Linked DNA regions of Sus scrofa: region 1 is linked to region 2. A link is a contact called in public HiChIP or PLAC-seq data. All regions are on one chromosome and are shown on one strand. Each heading gives the region's core, a stretch centred on a gene start, on an enhancer-like site or on the middle of the called end of the contact. The rest is flanking DNA. Distances are from core to core; before and after follow the strand shown.

Region 1 (5,894 bases), core at 204-2,703, 120 kb before region 2:
GTCTTTCCTGCCTTAAATTCCTAATACTCAGCATGATGTCAGGTGAATTGGAAGCACTCAATAAACATTTGTTGAGTGAATACCACAATGAATCTAATGAACACTTTGCTCAGGTCAGTGTATCTTTAAGGAAAAAGCTGAACAGTTCAACACTTACTGATACTTTCTTATATGCAGTGCAGGGATCAGAACTCAGTTCACTTAATTCTTGTTTCAGTACATTTCTACAATACAGTCACCACTCTTGATGTAGCCATATTTGTACAATGATAGCAAGCATGAGCTCTGGTGGGACTGTTCAAAATTTCAGATTCACTAGTTAATAAATGTGTGATTTTGAGTAAGTTAATCTCTTCCTGCACCAGTTTTCTCCTAAGATAAAAATAATAAACATCTCATAGAATTTGTTATAAGTTAGATAATATATGGAAAATGCAGAGAACAATGTCTGGAACATATACTCTAAAGTATTAAAATTATTCCAAGTATTAAAATGGCTCTGGATAGAATATTTTGGGCCTACTTGGAAATTTTCATTAAAAACAAACATAAAACTAAGGTGCAGATCCTCTGGGAAAGAATTCCAGAATTAGGAACATGATTAGTTAATCGTGATTTAACTCATTAACCCATATGAATTAACTATATAACTGTTAAGACCCTCACCATTCCCTAACCTCAAGTTTTTTCTTCCCAATCCAAGACCTTGGTCACATTATCCAGGCTTCAGCCCTCTACATTTCTCATACTCATCCTTTCCTTTTGATGTCTGAGGGCTTTTAGGAAACTTCTTTTTTCATTGAAAGATTGAACAGTAGGAGGTATTTTTATATATACATACATATGTTTATATATTTACTTCATTCTGAAGGAAACCTCATTTCTGCTACAACCCAAACTCAGGATATTACTTAAGATGATTCTAGCCCAGAAACACAATCAGAAATGGCTGAGAAACCTCTTACTATCAGAGCAGTCCTATCCTCCTCCGCAGTTTTCTCCACCCACACAAAGACAACACCACCCCCCTTTTAAAGCATTTCATCCATCTCTCTGGCCACATCTTCGGTGACAGTGCGCTTCCACTGTGCTTTGGGATCCTCTATTTCTTCCAGATCCTTCGGGGTGTTTTCCTCAGGGTCGGCGACATCCATCTCTTTTGACGCTACTCCTGCTTCGAAACCTCATTCAGCAGCCTTGAGGAAACAGAAGTCGGCAACTAATATTAAACAGCTTTGCTTCTCCTTAGACAAGTTGGCAGCGAGGACCTCTCGTCAATCGCGGACATTCGCCGCGTCAGAAAGAACCCCTAAGTAAAGTCCTGGCCCGCTCCGCCCGGAAACAGTAAGGGCCCGGGAGCGCAGGCGCCCCGGGGCCCCGCCCCTGTTCCAGAGGCTCGGCCCCTATTGGCCCAGAGGCCGGGGGTGGAGAGCCCTAGTTGCTGAACCAGGGATGATCATGTGATTCGCGGGGGCGGGGCTGCGCCTGCAGCTTCCCGGCCAGGCTGAAAGGACAAGGGTAGCTCGCCTTGTCGGCCCTGAAAGCGCCCACTGGATGGCCTGGCCCCAACTGCTCTCGCCGAGCCGCGCAAAGGGAGCTGCTTCTGGCTCTCGTTGGCCTCACAGGTTTGCTTTCCTTCTTTTCCCGAAGGTGGGCCCTTAGATTCACTGCCCGCAGTTTGCGGCCGCCGGGAAGCCCAAATCCGAGTGTCCGGAGAGTAACCGGAAGTGCCGTTCCAGGCGGAGGGGCGGTGCCGCTGCTGCTGGGGTAAGCGCGGCCCGCGGGGCCTGGGAGGGGCATGGCCTGCGGAGCCAGGGATGGGGCAGGAGTCCAGCGGGACCGGAGACACCCCCCCCCCCCAGGCCTCTGCCTCGTAGGAGCAGCCCCCGTTGCTCGCGACCCTGTGGGGTCTGGGAACCCCCTGACGGCGGACTGAAAGGTGGTCAATGAAAAGTTGAAAGAAGAGAAGCTTAGTACTATCGTTCCTGAAGATAATAATAGTAAACACTGCCAGACAGTTTTCTAAGCGATCTGTGTCTTTTATTTTGGGGGAAAAAGCCCCTATGGACGTTGAATGGAGTTCCCCACCCACCGCCCACCCGCATCTTTAATGCAAATTGGTCATGTTGCAGTCGAATCTGTATGCAGGGAATCTGGTTTGATTACTCGAATGACCATTTTTGGAAACGGCGTTATATATAATTTTGTATCTTATGCACTTATCAACTGCATGTTGAGGTTTATAGTGGTAGAACAAGGGTCATTGACCTCAGAAGTTGCGGTAATACACTTTACGGAGAAGAAAAATTAGAACAAGTAGAACAGGACTCAGGGCTTTACTATGAAATTAAAGTTAGTCCTTACTCAGAAGGGTTCTGGATGTTGGGAGCTGTTTGCGAAGGGATCGATGGCTGCTAGTGTCAGGTACTTCTTGCAAGAAAAACAATGTAAGCAAAGGTAGAAAAAAGTAAGTTATGGTCGAAGGATATTGATTAGAGCGGGGAGTATAAATGGGACCAATTTTTTGATGTCTAGCTCCAGAAAAATGATAAATTTCGTTTTTAGAAAATAACAAAAATTATTTTCTACGTTATTGATTTTTTTTTCTCTAGGAGAGGGAAGACTTGAGTGTTGGGCTTAGTTATGGTCTAGAGACCTTTTGGAGCCAAAAGGAAACAGTCTTAAGTCTCTGTTGTTACGGTAAGTAGTATATCAAGCTGTATGTTTCTATATAAATGGTGGATTTTTAATGAGGGAGAGGAGGCTGGGAGAGGACAAGAAGGAATGGGAAAAGATACACTGAAAAAGGGAATGACCCTTTCTTAGTTCTTGAGATAACAGAGTGATAAAACTGAGTTCTCTCCTGCCAATTTAAGTGTGTTTTCTACTGCTTTCCAGCATGCTCATTCACAGTAGGCTTTTAGTAATTAATTTGTGATTGATTTTCAGCCCCCAAAAGGCAGTATGCTCAATTAACTTAGGCAGGCCTTGGAGTCAGAAGATAGAGATTTAAATACTGGCCCTGCTGCTGAGTTCTTGCTTGGTTATTTAACTGCCCTCAGCCTCAGGTTTTCTGTAAGGTACAAACATGGTATTAATACCTATTTCACAGTGTTCTTGGGAAGATTAAATGAGATTATCCATGTAATCAAGGAAAGATAAAGGAGATAATTCCTAACCTAGGGCCTGATACAGTAAGCATTATCTGTTCTTTAGCTAATGCTTTATTGACTTTATCTGCTTGTCCCAGACATCCCTTAACTGTAAGGAAAGCCTTGGACTTTGAAGTTCTATGCTCAGCCTGTCTGCTTGGACTTAACATTGCCTGCCTGCCTGCCTATTCTGTACATTCTGACCCTAGCCATGGAAGAGGGGAATAGTCTTTTCCTAGGATGACATAAGAAAAACCTCTTAGAGAAGGATCTTTGAAGGATATATTTGAGTTTGCCAGATAGACCAGTCAGGGCTACTTGTTTAGCCTGTTATATTGTTGCTGGGGCCCAGAGGATGAGGATGGCTCTTTTTCGTTCTGATATTCACTCATATTTTTCCTTCACTCAACAAATATATCCCAGACCCTTGGAATATTGCAATGAACAAAAGACAAAGTGCTAACCCTGAGAAAGAAACAAATTAACAGATATAAATATATACCACAAAGTGGGGTGATAAGTGCTCGGGAGGGAAAACAGGCTGGGGGGGGTATAGCTATTTTCGATAAAGTAGTCAGGGTATACATCTTTTTAGGAAATAGTTTTCAGTTAGGACTTGAATCAAATCAAGGAACAAGCTATTTGGGGGAAGCGCAATCTAGGCGGAAGGAGCAAGTGTAAAGGGTCTGATGTGTTCTCTGAGGCTGAAGCTGGGTGGAGGTACCATGTTATGTAGAGCAGTGAAGACGTGAGATTTTATTCTTAGTGTGGTAGGAATCAGTTACAGTATTTTGAACTAGGGAAGGGTCATGATTTACTTTAAGTTTTGCCAACCAGACTGTATTTTATTTTCTAGGTACTGACATCTAAAAGACCAAGATATGAATAAGAAAATGATTTCCTTATTTTTCGTTTTTCTTCTTGGTGCCCTACAGTTTATTGGCTATTTAGGACAAATATGATACCCTGGGCTGATAAAATTAGGGAACATTCTAATTCATTTACCAAGCTCTGACCATGCTCAGTCTTTTATTTCCATTCCGCTCTCCTTTTTACCTTAGCAATAATACATATTTTAAGAGATGAAACTCCCATAAACCTACCATCTTAGAGTGGGTATTTGTTTATATGGCTGCATATCTTTACTTAGTTGTGATTCTGAATTCTTCCTTTTCCTCCTAACATTTCTCCATAAATGTTTTTCTAGTTTTTGCATAATCTTCCTATTAATCATTAACTGTTTGAGTTATTATATTATTTAGTTAATTATTTTAAACGGATTTTGAACAAGGCTTTGCATAAGAGGCAGACACAGAGGATGGGCTCAAATATTAGAGTTTTTGTGAATGTAAAGATGAAATTAAGAAAATAATAGAACCTATCATTTATTGAGCGTCTCTTGAGACCCAGGCATTGAGCCAAGTCCTTTATTGAAGTGTCTTAGCGCTCATAGCAACTCTGTAAGACAAGTAACTTACCTATTTTATTAAAAGGGAAGTTGATGCTAAAGGAAGTAACTTACCCAAGTTCTCACAGCTACAAAAGAGCTCAGTGAGAATTTGAGCCAAAATCTGATTCCAGAGTTTGAGCATTCTTTTTTTTTTTTTTTAAAGGGCTGCACATGGGGTATATGGAAGTTTCCAGGCTGGGGGGGTCTAATTGGAGCTACAGCTGCCGGCCTATGCCACAGCCACAGCCTGCGCCACAGCCACAGCCTACGCCACAGCAACGTGGGATCCGAGCTGAGTCTGCGACCTACAGCACGGCTCACAGCAACACCAGATCCCTGGCCCACTAAGTGAGGCCAGGGATCGAACCCACATCCTCATGGATACTAGTCGGATTTGTTTCTGCTGCGCCACAATGGGAACTCCTGAACATTCATTTTTAACTAGCGTAATATGCTGACTCTCAGCTCCCATGTTCCTAAAAAACAAAACAAGGAGTTCCAGTTGAGGTGCAGTGTGTTAAGGATCTGGCTCAGATTCAATCCCTGACCTGGGAAGTTCCATTAAAAACAGCAATGACAACAACAAAAAAGATATGCTTAAATTTTGGAATAATTTCAGATTCACAAAAAAAGTTGCAACATAATACGAAGACTGCCCATATGCCCTTCACTCTCAGTTTGTGAATGTTAATGTTTTACTGTGTTTGTTTTATGAGTCTACTTATTTCTCTATACATACATGTACCTATATGTATATATTTTTTCTGAACCTTTTGAGAGTGAGTTATAGACATAATGCCTTGTCTCACACTATGAGAGAATTAAGCCCTAAAGTCCTAAGACATGCTGAGCCCTAAAGTCTTAAAAAATTCAGTCCTAATGTAATGAATTAACTTTTCTCCCATGCAGGTTCAGTGCTACTAGCTATGTGCCATCCTTGGGAGAATTAAAAAATAGTTACTCAAATCATTTTCTGGAGGGCTTCATTCTTTCCCAGAACTCTAGTTGAGAAAGCCTGTCCTAAATACTCAATTGTTTATTTCCTAAAAATGAGGCTGTTATGTTATTACTGTTAGCAAAGTCAGGAAATTAACATTCATATAGTACTATTATCTGATCTTTAGAACTTGTTTTAGTTTAGCCACTGTTCCACTATTGGCCTTTTTAGAAAAAGAAAAACAGGTTTTTTTTGTAGTCCAAGGTCCAATCCACTATCACCCATTTCATTTAATTGTCATATCTTTATTGTGGAATACAGCCTTAGACTTTGTCTTTTATAATCTTGACTTTTT
Region 2 (5,648 bases), core at 1,891-4,390:
AATATATTACACCTGTCAAATTGAGATCTTAACATGGCTAAGTTATTTTAGAGCCAAAGTGGATGAATCCACTTCATCCAAAGACCATACGGATAATTATATTGATGACAGTGAAGAAAAAAAAACACAGCACAAGCAAAACTCAAATTATTTATTCTCACTCTAACATTTTCTATAAACTTAAAAGCCTGAATACTGACCAGAGTTTTAATCTATTATGAGGCTGTTTGCAGACTTTTCTTAGTTGGTCATGACACCTCAGTTTTCAGTTCCTCTTAGTGGCTTACAGGGATTCTTTGTCACCTCCAGAGCTGCTCTGCATGATTGTCACCCCTCTCTTGCCTAAGCAGAGGCACCATGTACAAGCGCAACAGATGGGCATCATTTGTGCACAACTACCTCTTAGGCATTCCCTGTCTTTACAATGGTTTGAACCCAACACTCCATCTAGAGTTTTGTTTATAATGTTAAGAGTTCACTAGGCCCTTACAGACTTCTGTTCACCTTTCAGGAATGATCTGAAAAACATGGTGAAAACTGACCTATCTCAGAAGAATGATCAGAAATCAACAACACATTGAGAGCACTGTCTAACTTCCCAGAAAAAGCCAACCATTCCCTCCCATGGCCCCACTCTACCCCTTATGCACATCTACCATGGTATCTGTAGTACTTCTGTATACTTATTTCTTAAACACCTGTCTTTTTTTAGTAGAAGGGCCATGTGTTATTACCCACTGTCACTCTATATCCTCACACAGTGATTTAGTAAATGCTGAAATCAATAAGGATTAACAACATGGCCTACGAAAGTGATTATATAGAAAAGGTTGGGGAGCAGGGGAGACTCTTAGACCAGGACATGGCGTGAAGGTGAGTGACCAGTACACAGAAAGAAGGTGGAACTTATCCAATGACCATCCCCACCCCCTATAAACTACAAAGGCATATCAAATATATACTTTTTTCTTTTCTATAAATACATTTGGAAGGGGTCACCCACGCCACTCCTACCTCATTAGTCCCTGTCCCTATTAGTCTTTTCTAAATAAAAAGGATATCATTGCTACCCAGTACCTGTGGCTGGTAAACAGCTGTCTAGACCAGCCATTATCACTCTAGCTCAAAGCAAGAGCTCTTTCTGGAGCCAGAAAGTAGGATTTTTAGAGGGCTTCGATGGGCAGGAGGCAGGCAGCTAAGAATCAAACAAGACAAAACAGGCGTCTACAGTAGTTATAATCATGCTAGTAGGAACTAAGTGCCCCAGCCAGGCATGTACAGGAGTTTGGGGAGGCTGACAACACTCCTATGCCTGAGCACGCATCAGAGACTCCTGCTGAGAAACACAATAAAATGTCCACCTGGGTAGTAAATATCATGTAGACAGGATGCAGGGCTGGGCTAAGAGGTGGAAGAAGCCTCTCTGCCCCTCAAGAGTTCCTGACCAGAGAGGAGTCCTCCAAGCTCTCTGAGGGTGCAGGGGCTCCAAAGATCCTGGCAAGAAGCCCTCGATTGGAGCGGGCCTGTTCCTCAGCATTAGCCAGGCGAGCCCGTTCACGTCCTCCTGGCCGAGCTGCTTTCCGGGCTCTCAACTCCTGCTCAGTAGGACGCTGGGCGAAGGCCCAGGAGCCATTCGGGCGGGTAGAGTCCCCATCAGCAGCAAGGAAACGCTGTCCACGCTCCACACTTCGAAGATAGAAGTCAGTCTCACGTTTGGCCTGGGCAACCTCCGCCCTCAGGCGCTGCCTGCGCACCTGGCGCTCAAAGGCAAGATGCTCGCTGAGGTGGGACCAAGTAAAACGGTGCAGGTACTGTGGACAGGAAAACAAGAGAAGATCTGGGTAGGGCAGGTCAGAGATGGAGAAGAGATGGGAGGAACAGGGCCACCGAGAGGTTATAGAGGTCCAAGGGCTGGGGCTGGGAAGGCAGGAGTATGAGCTGTGGGGTAGACAAGCCAATGCCCTCACCTTGAGGTTCCACAGGTCATAACGGAAGGGACTGCGCCTGCGGGAGCCCATGGGCGTGTTGTGCAGACTGGCCGCCACACGCTTGGCTACTCGCTTGTCTCGGAACTCCACCCAGCCCTCGGTGTAGTCCTTGCTGTACTTGGAACGCTTTTTCCCTCCTGTGGTGGAGGCTGCTGCTGCCTTCTTTTTGCGCCTCACGAAGCCGTCTGCGAGCCAAAGGGAGAGCAGTGGTCAAGCAAGCCGACGCAGCACCCACTCAATTGTACCTTCCACTTGCCGAAGTCTCCAAATCTGCCCAAGGGCCAGGATCCCACCCCAAGATCTTTGCTCAGAAAAGGAGAACTGAAAGGTCCACCCTTTCTCCCTTGTCTAATTCAATCCTTTGCTCAGATGTCAACTCCTTAATCAGATCTGCCCTGAACATTCTATATAAAACCAGCATGGCCCTCTAACCCTAATTCCAATTTAGGGTTATAAGAAGTTGCAGACGGCTGACCGTACGTATACCGTCTTTTGACCTGGACCGCGATGGCAAAGGGTTATGTTCAGTTTTGTGGAAAAGCCACTGGGATTTTACTGCAGGCTATACCCATTTAACAAACTGGTAAATTCGTCTCGGGAAAGAGGGATTGGGGAAGCCGAAATTAAAATCTAAAAGTTAGCTATTCGAAAACTAAGGCTCAACTAGTCATACTGCGCTAACCACACCTCAGGCCCACCTCCTAAGGAAAGTGTGGACTACCTATTTACTAAAAAAGCCACACGCGGGGCCCCGGCTCGGTTCGTGCCTGGGATCCGCGCAGCCGAGGCAACAGGACACGCACTGTGTGCTCACCATCTGCAAGCATCACCCTCCACCCCTCATCACCACTGCCTCAGCACTTACCTTCCGGCTGGAAAAACACACGCCCGACCTCGCCGTAGGCGCTAAGAAGGTTCCGTACGTGCAAAGGCCTAAACCGGGGTGGGATGTGGCCCAGGTACACAATACCCGGCACTACCCGTTTCTTGCTGCCGCCAGCCGTTTCTTCAGATTCCTCCTCTGCTTCTGGTTTCTGGTCGTTCCCTTCCACAGGCTCCAACACAGCGGCTTCCTTATTCGACTCCTCTGCCTCCATGCTTGCCGGTAAGTAAAGCAAGACAGCCGTAAGGCGCCGCGCCTCTGACGCGCACCGTTTACGACTTCCTGCGTCGAGGGGGCGGGGTTTGTCCAGGGGTTGACAAATGAAAGAACAGGATTGTTCGGAACGGGCGGTTCCAGGCCTAACGGCGACGGCGGAAGTGGGCCCCGGGTCAGCCGGGAGATTCGAAGCAAGGGAGCAGCATCAGAGGATTAGGAGAGGCGAAATGACTTGACTCCTGAGCTGAAGAGGCAGAACTGGAGAGGTAGACCACCAAGTACAACTTACAGTACAGAACTCCTTGGTGAAATGTAAAAAGATGGGATGAGGAGGGCTCTTCCGGAAATTTTGGAGGACTCTGTGTTCTAGCAAGAACACAACATAGTATTTTACCCAAGGGGCTCAGGTGCGACTCAGGTTGGGGGATGACGCAATTTGTAAAGTTTACTTAAATTTCAGTTTTTTTAATTAATTAATTGAGTTTTGAAATTTTAATTATTTTTCAAAATTTAACTTAGGGATTTGAAGATTTCAAATTGAAGTTTGGAAATGTAACCTAACTTTGGAAATATAAGTTTTGGAAATCTGGCTACATTTTTGAAAATTTCATTTGTGAGCTATTAGTTTAAAAAAATTTATTTTAAAATATTTTTAAATTTGATTTTGTGAAGTTCCCATCGTGGCGCAGTGGTTAACGAAGCCAACTAGGAACCATGAGGTTGCGGGTTTGATCCCTTGCCTTGCTCAGTAGGTTCAGGATCCGGCGTTGTCTTGAGCTGTGGTGTAGGTTGCAGACGCGGCTCGGAGCCCGCGTTGCTGTGGCCCTGGAGTAGGCTGGCGGCGACAGCTCCGATTAGACCCCTAGCCTGGGAACCTCCACATGCCGCGGGTGCGGCCCTAGAAAAGGCAAAAAGACAAAAATAAAATTTGATTTTGTAAGATGTCTAAAAATTTTGAATGCATGACGATTATTTCTTTTAAAAAAAACTTATTTGGTGCCTGTTTTACGTTTGTATTGATACATGATTCATATTTATACTTACGTTACAAATACCTGTCGTCAAATGTGTACATGGTCCTGATTTAGGCCCCCTCCTGGATCACCGAGCTTTATTCTCTCTGGGACTTATTTTCACGGTTTGAGGGCCCAGGGTGGGCCACCCCAAAATGTGCCTGAATGGCATATTGGTTATTTTGAATTAATGTTTACTGAAGACATGGTCAATACAAGGGGAACTCTCTAACACTTCTTTCTGTTTCCCTGAAAGCAGGAAATAAATCTCTCATGTGAAATGTGCACTCCCTGCATTTGGGGGTAGAAGGACACCATTATCACCAAAGAGAGAGAATTCTTGGCTAAGGATGCATAAACCGTACTTTAATTTAGTACCCCAAGTCCAAATTCTACTTGAGCCTTCACTAATTGGGAACCAGCGTTTCTCTATCCTGTCAGTTCCTCATAAATTTATTGTTTCTTTGTCTAAAAAGTGTAAAAGCTGTCTGCTTTGGCCACTTCTTAGGTGCCGTTTCTATGAGACCTCCAGGCTCATGAATTAAAATTGTTTCTTTCTCTCCTGTTAATATCTAGTATCAATTTTATTGCGGCGTGTCCAACCACAAGATCTCGAGGAGTAGAGGGGGACATTTCCCCTCCCTGACAAAAGATTTGCCCTTAGATCACAGACTGATTTTCACTGTGCGTTGAAGCCATTCATCACAAGAACTGCCACAGCCCACGCTGTACCCAGCTGATGGCTGGGCCCTGAGAGCTGTGCCTTCACCAAACCCGAGGCCGCTTTTTACCCCCGTGACGCGCCCACTAGGGGGCGCAATCCTCATCCTTAAGGTGCGGCGGGTCCTCTGGGTCCCCTTGGGGCCTACTGCAAGGGGCCCGGCCCTGGAATGCGGAGGAGTTTGAGGATAACAGCCATTGTTGGACAGGCCTCCAAGTATATTTACAAAGTTAACGCGGCACCGCTTTCTTTGATGGAATGGTCTAAAGGTATAATAAAGTAGACTTTCGAGTTCTCACACGCCTCTTGCATTAATTTTATTGACGAGAACTATCTCTTTGCCTTCTTTTTTGGAGTGGGGAGAGGACAATGAGAGGAGCAAACTAGGTCCTGCTTTTCTTAACACCAACGTTTTCAAAACATTAAGCAATAGTCAATTAAATGAAAGTACCTCTTGGGATTGCCTCAAAGAATGGGGGTGGGGAAGGGAGTCTTGTGGGGGAGTGGATGATGTCAGTTGTGCCAGTGTGATGGCTACAATGATAATTTATGTTACCTCTTCCTTGGGCTTATTTGAAATTGTCATTGATAAAATATTCACAGACGTCTCAACAGGGAGCTCTAAAGGGCCACCGAACCTCAAAAAAAAAAAAAAAATTAAAGTGAAAATATTGTGCTAGGGGCGACCTTCTCATTACCCATAAACCCCTTCTCAACTCAGTGAAAAAAGGCAGACTTCCTAGAGACTGCATCTTTAGCTACCCCATGGACCTTCGGTGAAGCAACTTCTGTTGACAGCCTTTGCTACTCAGTCATACAAGATCATC

What was found. HiChIP or PLAC-seq counts read pairs in DNA pulled down with a chosen protein or histone mark.
Region 1: an H3K27ac HiChIP or PLAC-seq map of alveolar macrophages shows a contact between it and region 2. The contact joins the promoter of ZNF322 here to the promoter of ABT1 in region 2. A contact is called at or near these places in 3 of 5 promoter capture datasets (fetal liver, fetal skeletal muscle and liver), 2 of 47 Hi-C or Micro-C datasets (blood and liver) and 1 of 2 datasets of contacts at active chromatin or transcription factors (alveolar macrophages).

The regions. Positions count from the first base shown.
Region 1 is chr7:21,138,963-21,144,856 of Sscrofa11.1, reverse strand. It overlaps ZNF322 (zinc finger protein 322), which reads left to right and starts at 1,453. Exons shown (of 2, transcript XM_021099814.1): 1 at 1,453-1,625.
Region 2 is chr7:21,022,133-21,027,780 of Sscrofa11.1, reverse strand. It overlaps ABT1 (activator of basal transcription 1), which reads right to left and starts at 3,140. Exons shown (of 3, transcript XM_001926306.7): 1 at 2,854-3,140; 2 at 1,968-2,173; 3 at 1-1,811. The coding sequence starts at 3,085. The coding sequence ends at 1,431. LOC102162475 (a long non-coding RNA gene) reads left to right here and starts at 3,224. Exons shown (of 2, transcript XR_002346131.1): 1 at 3,224-3,353; 2 at 4,677-5,478.